Regions from separate parts of the Pan troglodytes genome. Here region 2 is linked to region 1. The links are chromatin contacts, called in public HiChIP or PLAC-seq maps. All regions are on one chromosome and are shown on one strand. Each heading gives the region's core, a stretch centred on a gene start, on an enhancer-like site or on the middle of the called end of the contact. The rest is flanking DNA. Distances are from core to core; before and after follow the strand shown.

Region 1 (4,755 bases), core at 736-3,235:
GCGAACATTTTTCGGTTGCTTTCGGGGTTTGGCTTCTCTGCCGGGAGCTCGCAGGAACGCGCTGCGCCCCGGGCCCGGGAGGGAGCGCGCCAGCGCCGGCGAGCTCGGCGGGCAGCCCCGCAAGCGGCCGAGGCTGGCTGGCGGGCTCCGGAGGAGAGGCGCCGCGGCGGCCAGGCGAGCCGGGCTGAACGGAGCTCTTTTCCTCGACACCCCCCACCCCTAGCGGGCCAGCTCCCCCCGCGGTGCGCGCTCCGCGGGGCCCGGGAATCCCCGGCGCCCTGGACCGCCCACCGAGTAGCTAATGCCTTTCACCATTGCTCCTCCACCGCTCCTCTGGCCCCAACTTTCCCCAGCCCAGACCCGCGAGCGCGCGCGCACACCCACACACAGACACACACCCGCGTGCACACACACACACGCATACACGTACACACATGCCTCCCCTCCCTCGACCCCAGCTCTACTTCCCCGCGTAGTTTGGAGATGACAGATGCCTGTAGACTTTCACCAACAAGCGGTGGGGGCAGCAGACTACAACAGTTATTTAATTAAAAGGCATTTTTCCTCTCTCTATTTCTCGCTCCAGCTCCCAGAATAGCTTTTTCACCCCTAGACCCTGGGCACATGCCTGCCTCTCCAGGTTACCAGTGGCCCGCTGACATCCATCTCCTTCCACGCCCCCCTTCCGGCGTCTACCCCCAGCGTCCCTGGGCCCCCCGAGTCACACCGACACGCACACCTACAGGCCGGCGGCGTGGAGCGTCTAGGGCACGATGCAGCCGGACTGCATTGCACAGTCATCAAAGTTAAGTGTGTGTGTTTGTGGGGTGCTTCTGCGCCCCAGGGGAGGCGCGGGGTCAGGAGGAGCGGAGGCTCCACTCTGCACCCCACCCCCCCCCCCCCACCTCCGCGGGTCAGGGGACGCCTCTACTTGAGATTGCAGCCATTTTAGGGAAAGAGGCGGCTCGGGCCCCGAGGGGAGTGGAGGGGGGACAGCACGTCGCGGGGGGCTTGCGGCTCTGCAGCCCCTCGGCGCAACTGGAAGGCGGGTAGGCGCCGGGCGCACAGGGGCGCGGCGCCCGCGGCGACTTGGGGAAGGTTGCGCTCGAGTTCCCTGGTTCTGCCTGGAGTTGTTCGGGGTAACGCGCCGGCTCCTGCCTCTTTCTCGGGTTCCCGCTGGGCTGGGAGGTGGTGGGGGAAGGTGTCGATGGCAGATGGGGCACGGGAGGAACGCGACAGAACCTGGAGACTGGAAAGCTAGCGATGGGGGAAGGGGGGGTACCTCCTCTCGCCGGTTGGCGCTGACCCAGACAGTGCGACCCACTTGGCCCCCATCCTCCCCACCCCCTCCCGAGCCTCTGCCTCCCCACCGAGTACCAAGTGAGCGCGCGGCAGGGGGCAAGGGGCGCGACGCCGCCCGGCACCGAGCCACCCCTTACCTGGTTGGAAGGGGTTTCCCAGGAGGAGCCGTAGTTGTAAAAGAAGGAAGAGAAGAGGGTGTCTTCCGACAGCCCGCAGCCCGCCATGCTCTGGATGCAAATAAAATGAGGAAAGAAAAAAAAAGCACACATACACAAAAGCAACCCAAAATTTTAAAAATCAAATTAAACCAATAAGCCAAGAAGAAATTCTCTCGAAAATAAAAGAAAAGGAAGGGGAAGGGAATGGCAAAGGGAACGGAAACTCTCGGCGGTGCTCCCTCTCCGGGAGAGGAGGGATGCTTGGGCTGCCGCTGCCGCTGCCGCCGCCGCCGCCGCCGCCGCCGCCGCTGCCGCCTTCTCAAGACGGTACCTAGAGAGGTTCGTCCTGACTTGGGCAGCCGCCGCCGCCGCCTGTGCCGGCTGCGTGTGTGCGCGCGTGTGTGTGCGTGTGCGTGTGTGTGGTGTGTGCGCGCAGAGCGAGAGACCGCAGGGGAAGCGAGAGGGCGAGATAATGAGCGAGCCGGGATGGAGGCGCAGAGGCAGCGCGAGCGGGCGGGCGTGTGCGCGCGGGGGTGCGTGCGTGCGTGTGTGTGTGTGTGTGGTGTGTGTGCGCGCGCGCGAGCGCGCGCGTGTGGCTGGGTGTGCGTCTGTTTGGGGAGCTCACCGGAGAGCCGGGGCCGTCACGTGGGCGCGCTGACTCCGCCGGCTGCCGGGGACAGCCTGTACTACAGCCCCGGCCACTAAATCAGCCCGCGCCGCCAGACCTTTTGCAGCCCGTGGCCGGCCGGCCGCCTGCCTTCTCCGACCTCCTCGCCATAGCCGCCGGGCCATGCGCGTCCCGGGACGGCAGGGGGCGCGGGTGAGGGCGCGGGCAGGTGGATGGATGGGTGGGGAGTGGGCCGCCCTGAGCCCGGGAAGAGAAAAAATGCTCGAGGAAAAACACAGGCGCCCACCCCCCCGCTACGTCCGGCAACCTCCTGGCAAGCCTTCCTTCCACCCTGTTTGAAGATTTTTTTTTTTATTCCTAAAATTGCTTTTCCATGCAGAGACCCCTCTTCCAGCCACGGGAAAATTATTTTCACATAGTTGCTATGTCCCGCTTTTCTTGCTTTCGCGATCCCTCCAGCCCCCCGCGCGCGTGTCCACGCAGGCACAGACACACCGGTGCCTGCCTCCTCCCATTCCAAATGCAAACCCACTTCCTTTTGCCGGTTGCTGTAGTTAAGCTAAGTCAATGCTACATCAAACTAGGCTAGGCTGAGAGGACTGGAAAGTGGATTTAGGGGACAATACTGCCCCAGCAGGAAGAAAGGCTCTAGTTTGGCGTTCTGTTGATTTAACAGTTTAAAACGAAAATGGATTTTGTGGCTTCTGCACTAAAACTCAGGCCCCTTGAGTCACAATTATTTAAAGGGAGCTATTCTCTAAAGTCCATTATATGATATAAAAATGTAAACGGATATAATGTCGTCTCTCTCTCTCCTCACAAAATGGTATTTTAGAACCAAATCTTTCAGTCTTAATAATTGGGTGACTGAAAGGTGTGTTTTTTTTTTTTCCTGCAAGAAGACATTCTTTACTTGCTTCCCCTTACTCTTTATACAGATATTTATAGAAAGTAAAATTCAAATAAAAACCAGCATATCTGTGTAAGATGCTCTTAAAAGTATTTGAATCCTTGCAGGAAGACTTGAAACAACCTCTTAAAGGCAGTTTATATTGTTTTCTTTCTGAATCCCGTTTCCAAATGCTGCCTATTTTTATTCAAACCAATTGTGTTTTTCCAAGAGTTCACACTTCCACTTGTAAATTCCCCACTGGAGGTCGAAATCCTCTGTGAAATAAACATTTCCACAGCAACCCAGTGATGTCAGAAACGTCGGCTAGTGATTTCAGAGGGGAAATAAAACAGGAGCAAAGAACGGCTCTAGAAAGACAGTTCCTTCATCCTTGCGAATAGCATGCCTCCTGGTAGAAATTCAGAAAACATTTCTGGCTAAATACCTGTTTTCTTTTTCTGAGATTGACTTATTTTTCAAAGGCGTGTCAAATGATCTTTTAAAAAAAAAATAGGTCACCATCCTCTTTTCTGGATTGGTGAAGAATGCTGTTTCAAATCAGTGGTGCCTAACCACACTGGCCACTGTAGATTTTTATAAGGGGGGGATATATTTTTTCTAAAAATTGATGTTGGAGAGAACATTGAAAGATGAAATTTTATGTACTAACTTCAGGCCCAAATAATGCTGACTGACCTGGCTTCAAACTTACAATAGTTTTTTTAAAGTATTAGGCACACAGAAGTTCTATTCAGTTATCGAAATTGGTGCTGATCTCACCAATATTGAATAAAGGGGCTTCTCCATTGTTCCCTCTATTGTTTCCTGTGTCTCCTGGCTGGGAAAAAGAAGGGAGGAATTCTTCATACTGCCCCTAATTCAATCCCCTTGCAGTCCCACCCCTATAAACATTAAATGTAAAGAGACCAGAAAATATTAAATTAGGCCCAATGCCTGTGTTTTCTTAGGCTTCCTGTCTAAATAACATTTATACAGAGCATTATAGAAATGTCCACTTTGTAAATTGCTTTTCATACATACGTTAGCCCAAGTTAACATTCTGTTCCTGCAGCCACTCACTGATTCCCTGATTTTAGCTCAGGTCCCACATTCACACCAACGGAAGTTCATTCTGTCTGTGTTATCCCATCATCTATTTGTTGGATCAATGGATTCATTTCTCACAACAATTTTGGGAGAATCAGGACTCTTTATCTCCATTTTACAGATGTGGAAAGAGGCTCAGAGATGCTAAATAACCTAACCCAGGTCCTGCAGCTACAAAGTGATAGAAATTGAACCTCAACTTTGTGACCCCCACCTACCTCTTTCTTCCAGATCTAACTGAGCCCATCACAGGCCTGGTCCTGTATGAACATTTCCCCCCTACATACCAGATGGAGTAAGTGATTCCAACCCTTTCCCCCCAGTTGATGTCAAGTGTACATTTGTGAATGTCTTAATTTAAAAATTGATTGCATGTGCTCATCACTGTCCACAAGAGCCCTGTTAGGCAGCAATTATTAGTTTTTTTTTAATAGACCAGGAAACTGAGGCTTAAGGAAAGACCCCCCTCCCCAACTCCCCCTCCTTCCTACAGCTAGTAAGTGGAAGAGCTGGGTCTTGAACCAAAGACTTCTGGCTCATGCCTCTCTTTCCCTGAACAAACACACAGGAAAACAGATACATGGATCCACCTAGCAGGCCCAGGGCCTGCAGAGGCATCCAGGGATAAAGAGGCAGGAACAGGTTTAAAAGAACCTCCTCTGGGCACA
Region 2 (4,755 bases), core at 653-3,152, 440 kb after region 1:
AGCTCAGTGTATAGGCCCTGGAATAAAGAACCAAACAAAGCACACGGCCTAGTGAGGAAGCCCATTGTTACAATAATGTGGTCAGGGCAAGGTGGAGGTTAAGCCCAGCCAACTGAGGGGCACCCCATGCCATTTAGTACTTGAAGCCATTCCATCCTTTAGTTCACTCTCACTGTCTACGGTGTGACCTTCCTCCCAGACTATATCATGAAACCCCCAGGAGTTCTTTGAGGGTAGGCGAGTTCTTTGTCTTATTCACCACTGAATCCCAAGCACCTCACAATGTACCTGACTCCTAACAGGCACCTGATATGCAATTGTTGGAGTAGTGAAGATTCTGCTGCTATTTAAGGGCCTAACACTGGACTTCTAAGGAGAACTACCTCCAGCCTCCTTGACTACTAAGTATGATTCTTGATGGGACCAGAAACAAGGTCCCCAGAGGATCTGCCCCTTAACATAAAGCCTGACAGTTTGAGAAGATGGAGCCAGGCTGCAATACAATGGATCATAACACCAGACAGGAGAGCTTTCAACTACTAGACCAATGCTGAGCAAACTAAACTAGGGCAGGAGCTACCGCATGTCATTCCTCTTCAGAAACACAACGCTCTGCACACACTGGGCATGAAGCACTATTATCAGACTGACCTGGAGACCCAGAAAACGATAAAAGGAGTGAGACAGTAGAGGGTTTCCCTTCCCATACCCCACAAGGAAAGGAAAAGAGCAAACCGATACACTCTGCATTGTGTGCACAGGATTAAAGAAAAGGAAGCCCCAAGTTGGCCTTGGGCTGGAACTTGGTTCTCAGAAGGGAGAAATTCCCCGGCATGGGTAAGTAACACCAGGAATTGCCCCCACAAATGGTGGCAAACCAGGGCAACTTACCTGCGAGAGGGAGAAATCCGCATTCCCTCTCACCTGGAGAGGCCGGCAGCTTCTCCCAGCAGGTCGGCAAACTCTTAGGGGGAACTGAAGAGCAAATAGCATAGGAGCCTGAAAGTGGACCCCCAGGGTATGTTTATGACAAAAGAGTCGCAGGGCAGGGGGACACGGTGTTCTGTGCTTCCACAAATCGAATCACTTCTGCACCTGTGTTTCACTTTTTCGATAAATGCCCCTCCCCACCTTACACATGGTAGGCCTGCAGTAAACACGTGTTGATTGAATTGAGCAAGTGAATGAGTGAATGGCTGCAGCGGACCCCCGAACTCCCCCAACTCGAACCACCGCCGCAGGTAATTCCACCTGGCCCAGGTTCCACCCCAGGGCTCGGATTCTCCCCCATGGCACCACCTTCCCGTTTCAGTCCCAGGCGTCCAATTGTTTGGCTCCACAACAGTGGCGAGCGGGCAGGCAGGTGGGGCTTGGCACCTTCTGCTCCCGGATCTCAGGGCTTCAGCCTCCAATCCACGGCCAACCCCTGCCTTGGGGGGAAGGCCCCTCCCCAAAGGCTGACACCAGATGGCGCGGAAGAAAGTGGCGCCCGCGCAGACCCGAAAGTGCAGGAGGAGCGGTGCACCTGGCGGGGTCGCGCGGGTGCGGCAGCCGCGGCCACTTGGGGTGCGCGCCCCCCTCTCGTCCCTCCCAGCTCGGCCTCTCTGGGGGCGCGGGCCCGGGGCTGGCGGCCGCTCGGCCCGGCCCATCCCGCCTGGCCGGCGCCGCGGCCTCACCTCGCTCACCAGCCCCTGCCAGTCGCTCTCAGTCCGGTCGCCGTTCATGGCCTCCTCCTCCATGCGCTGGCCGGCCTCCTGGACCCCCTCCGCCTCCTCCTCCTCGCGACGTCGCGTCGCCGCCGCCGCCCGGGCCCCGCGCGGCCCCGAGAGGGCCCGGCGCCTCCGAGCCGCTGCGCCGCCGCCTCCCGCGGCCGCCCGCGCTGTTGACTCCACGTCAGCCTCCGCCGGAGGGAAAGGGAGGAGGGGCGCGGCCGCCGGGGCCGCAGACACAGCCCGGGCCGCAGCCGAGCCCCGCCGGGCCCGCCCCGCGCCCTCAGCCCCGCGATCCCGGGCTCCGCGCCTCCTGCCCGGCCTCTAGGCAAGGGGAAGCCAGGGTCTCAGCCTACGGGTCACTCCGGACCCCTCAGCGCTCTCCGCGCGGGAGGCGGGCCCCACGGGCAGGCCTGTGTCCCCCGCAAGAAGCAAATCCCCAAATCCAGTCCTTCTCCGACCACCATCACGACTCCCACGCCTAGAATGCAAGCTCCCCGAGGGCAGGGGTTTCCTTGGTTCGCAGATGTGCCTTTGGCAAGATCCTGGCCCATAGGAGATGCTCTACATATATTTATTGGACGAATATTTGTTGAACGCAAGAATGAATGAACCACGTTTTATTATATACTTAGCATTGTTTTTTAAACTATTAATGCTTGCTTATATATTTTTTAACGTATCATTTGTCATTAATAGGAAGCAAATGTAAAAATTGAAAATAAAGCATTATTCAATTCTAAATAGGGCCAAAAACTCTGAGGGAGATGGTTAGCATGGGTTGAGAGAGGTGTCAAAGACAAATTGGCACTGGTGGCATTCCATGGCTCATGCCTGTAATCCCAGCACCTTGGGAGGCTGAGGCAGGAGGATCCCTTGAGGACAGGAGTTCAAGAGCAGCCTCGGCCACAAAGCGACACACCCCCTCTTTACAAAAAATAAAATAATTAGCAAAAAGGGAAGGCATTGGCATTAAGCTGAGACTTCTCCTAAGAGGAAGGACTGAAAGAGAATGACAGAGGGAAGGTGAATCACACACATAAGTCAGTCGTATTCAAGGTGGTGTTCCTGTGACACCTAAAATCCCCTCTTGGACCACTATCAATAGTGAGCCCTCTGTACTCGCAGAAACGCTGTGTGTGGAGATGAGCAAGTAGGTTGAGAAGTTGTGAACCCATTGTACAATTGTGGAAGCATCAATGCCAACATTTATTTATAATTTTTAGCCCCTGTTGATCCTGGATCAACCCTGTGAAATGGATGTTATCCTCATTTATTAGATGGGGAAACTGAGGCCTGAAACGTGGAGAAACAGGGACTCAACTAGGACTTCTGGCTCTAGCATCTTGGAAATCTAAGAATGAAGTATCACCTTGAAAGTTTGTTCTTGGCCTTGTTTTGCACATGATAGACTGTTTGCAAAATGGCAGCAATCATTCCCCTTCTTTGTCCCTTGCCCTGCCACTGTCTCTAACTTTCACTCTGTGCTCAGTCATGTAACTTGCTTTGACCAAAGCAACGTTTGTACATGTGTTACCAGAAAAAAAAAAAAAAAAGGAAAAAAAAGGCTTTTAAAGCAATTGTGCATTAGGAATTAACTCTTGCTTCTGCTCTTGGAAACCGTGTAAATAAGCTCCGAATAGCTTGCTGGTTAAGGTAGGATTCCCAACCAACAGTCAACCATCACCAGATGTGTGAGTGAGGCCATTGCCTGCCGCCCCCTCCACGCCCCCCCACCCCCACCCGCACAGCTGATGACAAGCACATGAGTGAGCCCAGCTGAGACCAGCCGAAGAACCACCCAGCTGAGCCTTGCTCAACTAGCTGACTCACAGCATCACATACTAAATAAGTAGTTGTACTTTAAGCCACTAAGTTTTAGGGTGATTTGCTAGGTGTCAACAGATAACTGAAATGGATGGTGACACAACTGATGAAGGGCCTGAATGGCTTGAACTCTCCCTGGCAGCCCTTCAAAAAGCAATAGTCCCTGGCATCATAATCTAAAGAAAATTTTACAATGGACTGGCTGGCCAGGAACTAAGAAAAGGAACCAGTATACTAGTCAGCACACTGGTTTTCTGCCTGTTGTATACAACTGCAGCACTCATCCTGGGGAAGTTCAATAACATTGCACACCATGGTCCCTGTCCTAGGGGGCTTGCAAACTAATGTGCTAGAGAACAGCAGAAAAAAAGGTGGGGCTAGAATGCAGCTAAAGCTTCTGGTCTTCTGACCATTCTGGGCTGCCTAACTCATTATCTTTTTAATCTAAGGAGCTAGAAAGAAGGTCATCCTTGAGCTGAATGTCTAGAGTTAATTAACTCAGTGCCAAGCACTTGTTCCTAAGCCTGACGTCTCATGCCTAAAAAGCAAGGTACTGTCTGCCAATATATTGCCCTCTGGCAAACCATCTGTTTTCATCCTGACCTGTGGATAAAATAGACTGTAGGAAAAGTGGGCAGAACTTGGTCCATCTGCCTTTCGAGCCTCCTTGTCTGCACCTTGCTGTCTGCCTGCATTCAGGTGGGAAAGCCCATTCCAGTTTCCACAGTTAGATGAGCCCTTCATGATATACCACTGCTCCTTTGGCGCCCTCACTGGTATTTCAGGCAGCAGGACAGACAATCAATGAGCGTTGGGAGCCAAGAAATCTTCGCATTCCAGACTGTGTGCCTTTAAGACCACTCTCCCTGTGACTCCATTTCCCCTATTTGCTTTCCTTCTCCGAAATAAGTCAGACAGTTATTACGGTATTTAAAAATAAAGCTGGGGAGCAAAATCAAAGTGTGGCAAGCCTCTACCCTCCCCAGCATGTGGAGAGACTTTCAACTCGGTTGAAACAGCATCTCTAGCTGCCTGGGTTTTCCTTAGAGGTTTCATGCCCCAAGTGCCAGCTCAAACCTGCTTCGCTTGTGAGATGTGATGAAATCACAAACCAAGGCAATGTAGCTGCAAGCAATTCTTTTTTATCTCTTTTCATTTATGTAGCCTGACATTGAGTAATAATAATAATTAAATGCAGTTTAAGCTTTTAGGCACCTAT

The links. HiChIP or PLAC-seq counts read pairs in DNA pulled down with a chosen protein or histone mark.
Region 2: a contact with region 1 is called in an H3K4me3 HiChIP or PLAC-seq map of stem cell-derived excitatory neurons, with 2.8 times the contacts expected there. The contact joins the promoter of CCDC149 here to the promoter of PPARGC1A in region 1. A contact is called at or near these places in 1 of 7 Hi-C or Micro-C datasets (stem cell-derived neural progenitor cells) and 1 of 1 datasets of contacts at active chromatin or transcription factors (stem cell-derived excitatory neurons).

The regions. Positions count from the first base shown.
Region 1 is chr3:24,941,737-24,946,491 of NHGRI_mPanTro3-v2.0_pri, forward strand. PPARGC1A (PPARG coactivator 1 alpha) reads right to left here and starts at 1,986. Exons shown (of 14, transcript XM_016951411.3): 1 at 1,440-1,986.
Region 2 is chr3:25,378,991-25,383,745 of NHGRI_mPanTro3-v2.0_pri, forward strand. It overlaps CCDC149 (coiled-coil domain containing 149), which reads right to left and starts at 1,903. Exons shown (of 12, transcript XM_526540.5): 1 at 1,677-1,903. The coding sequence starts at 1,739.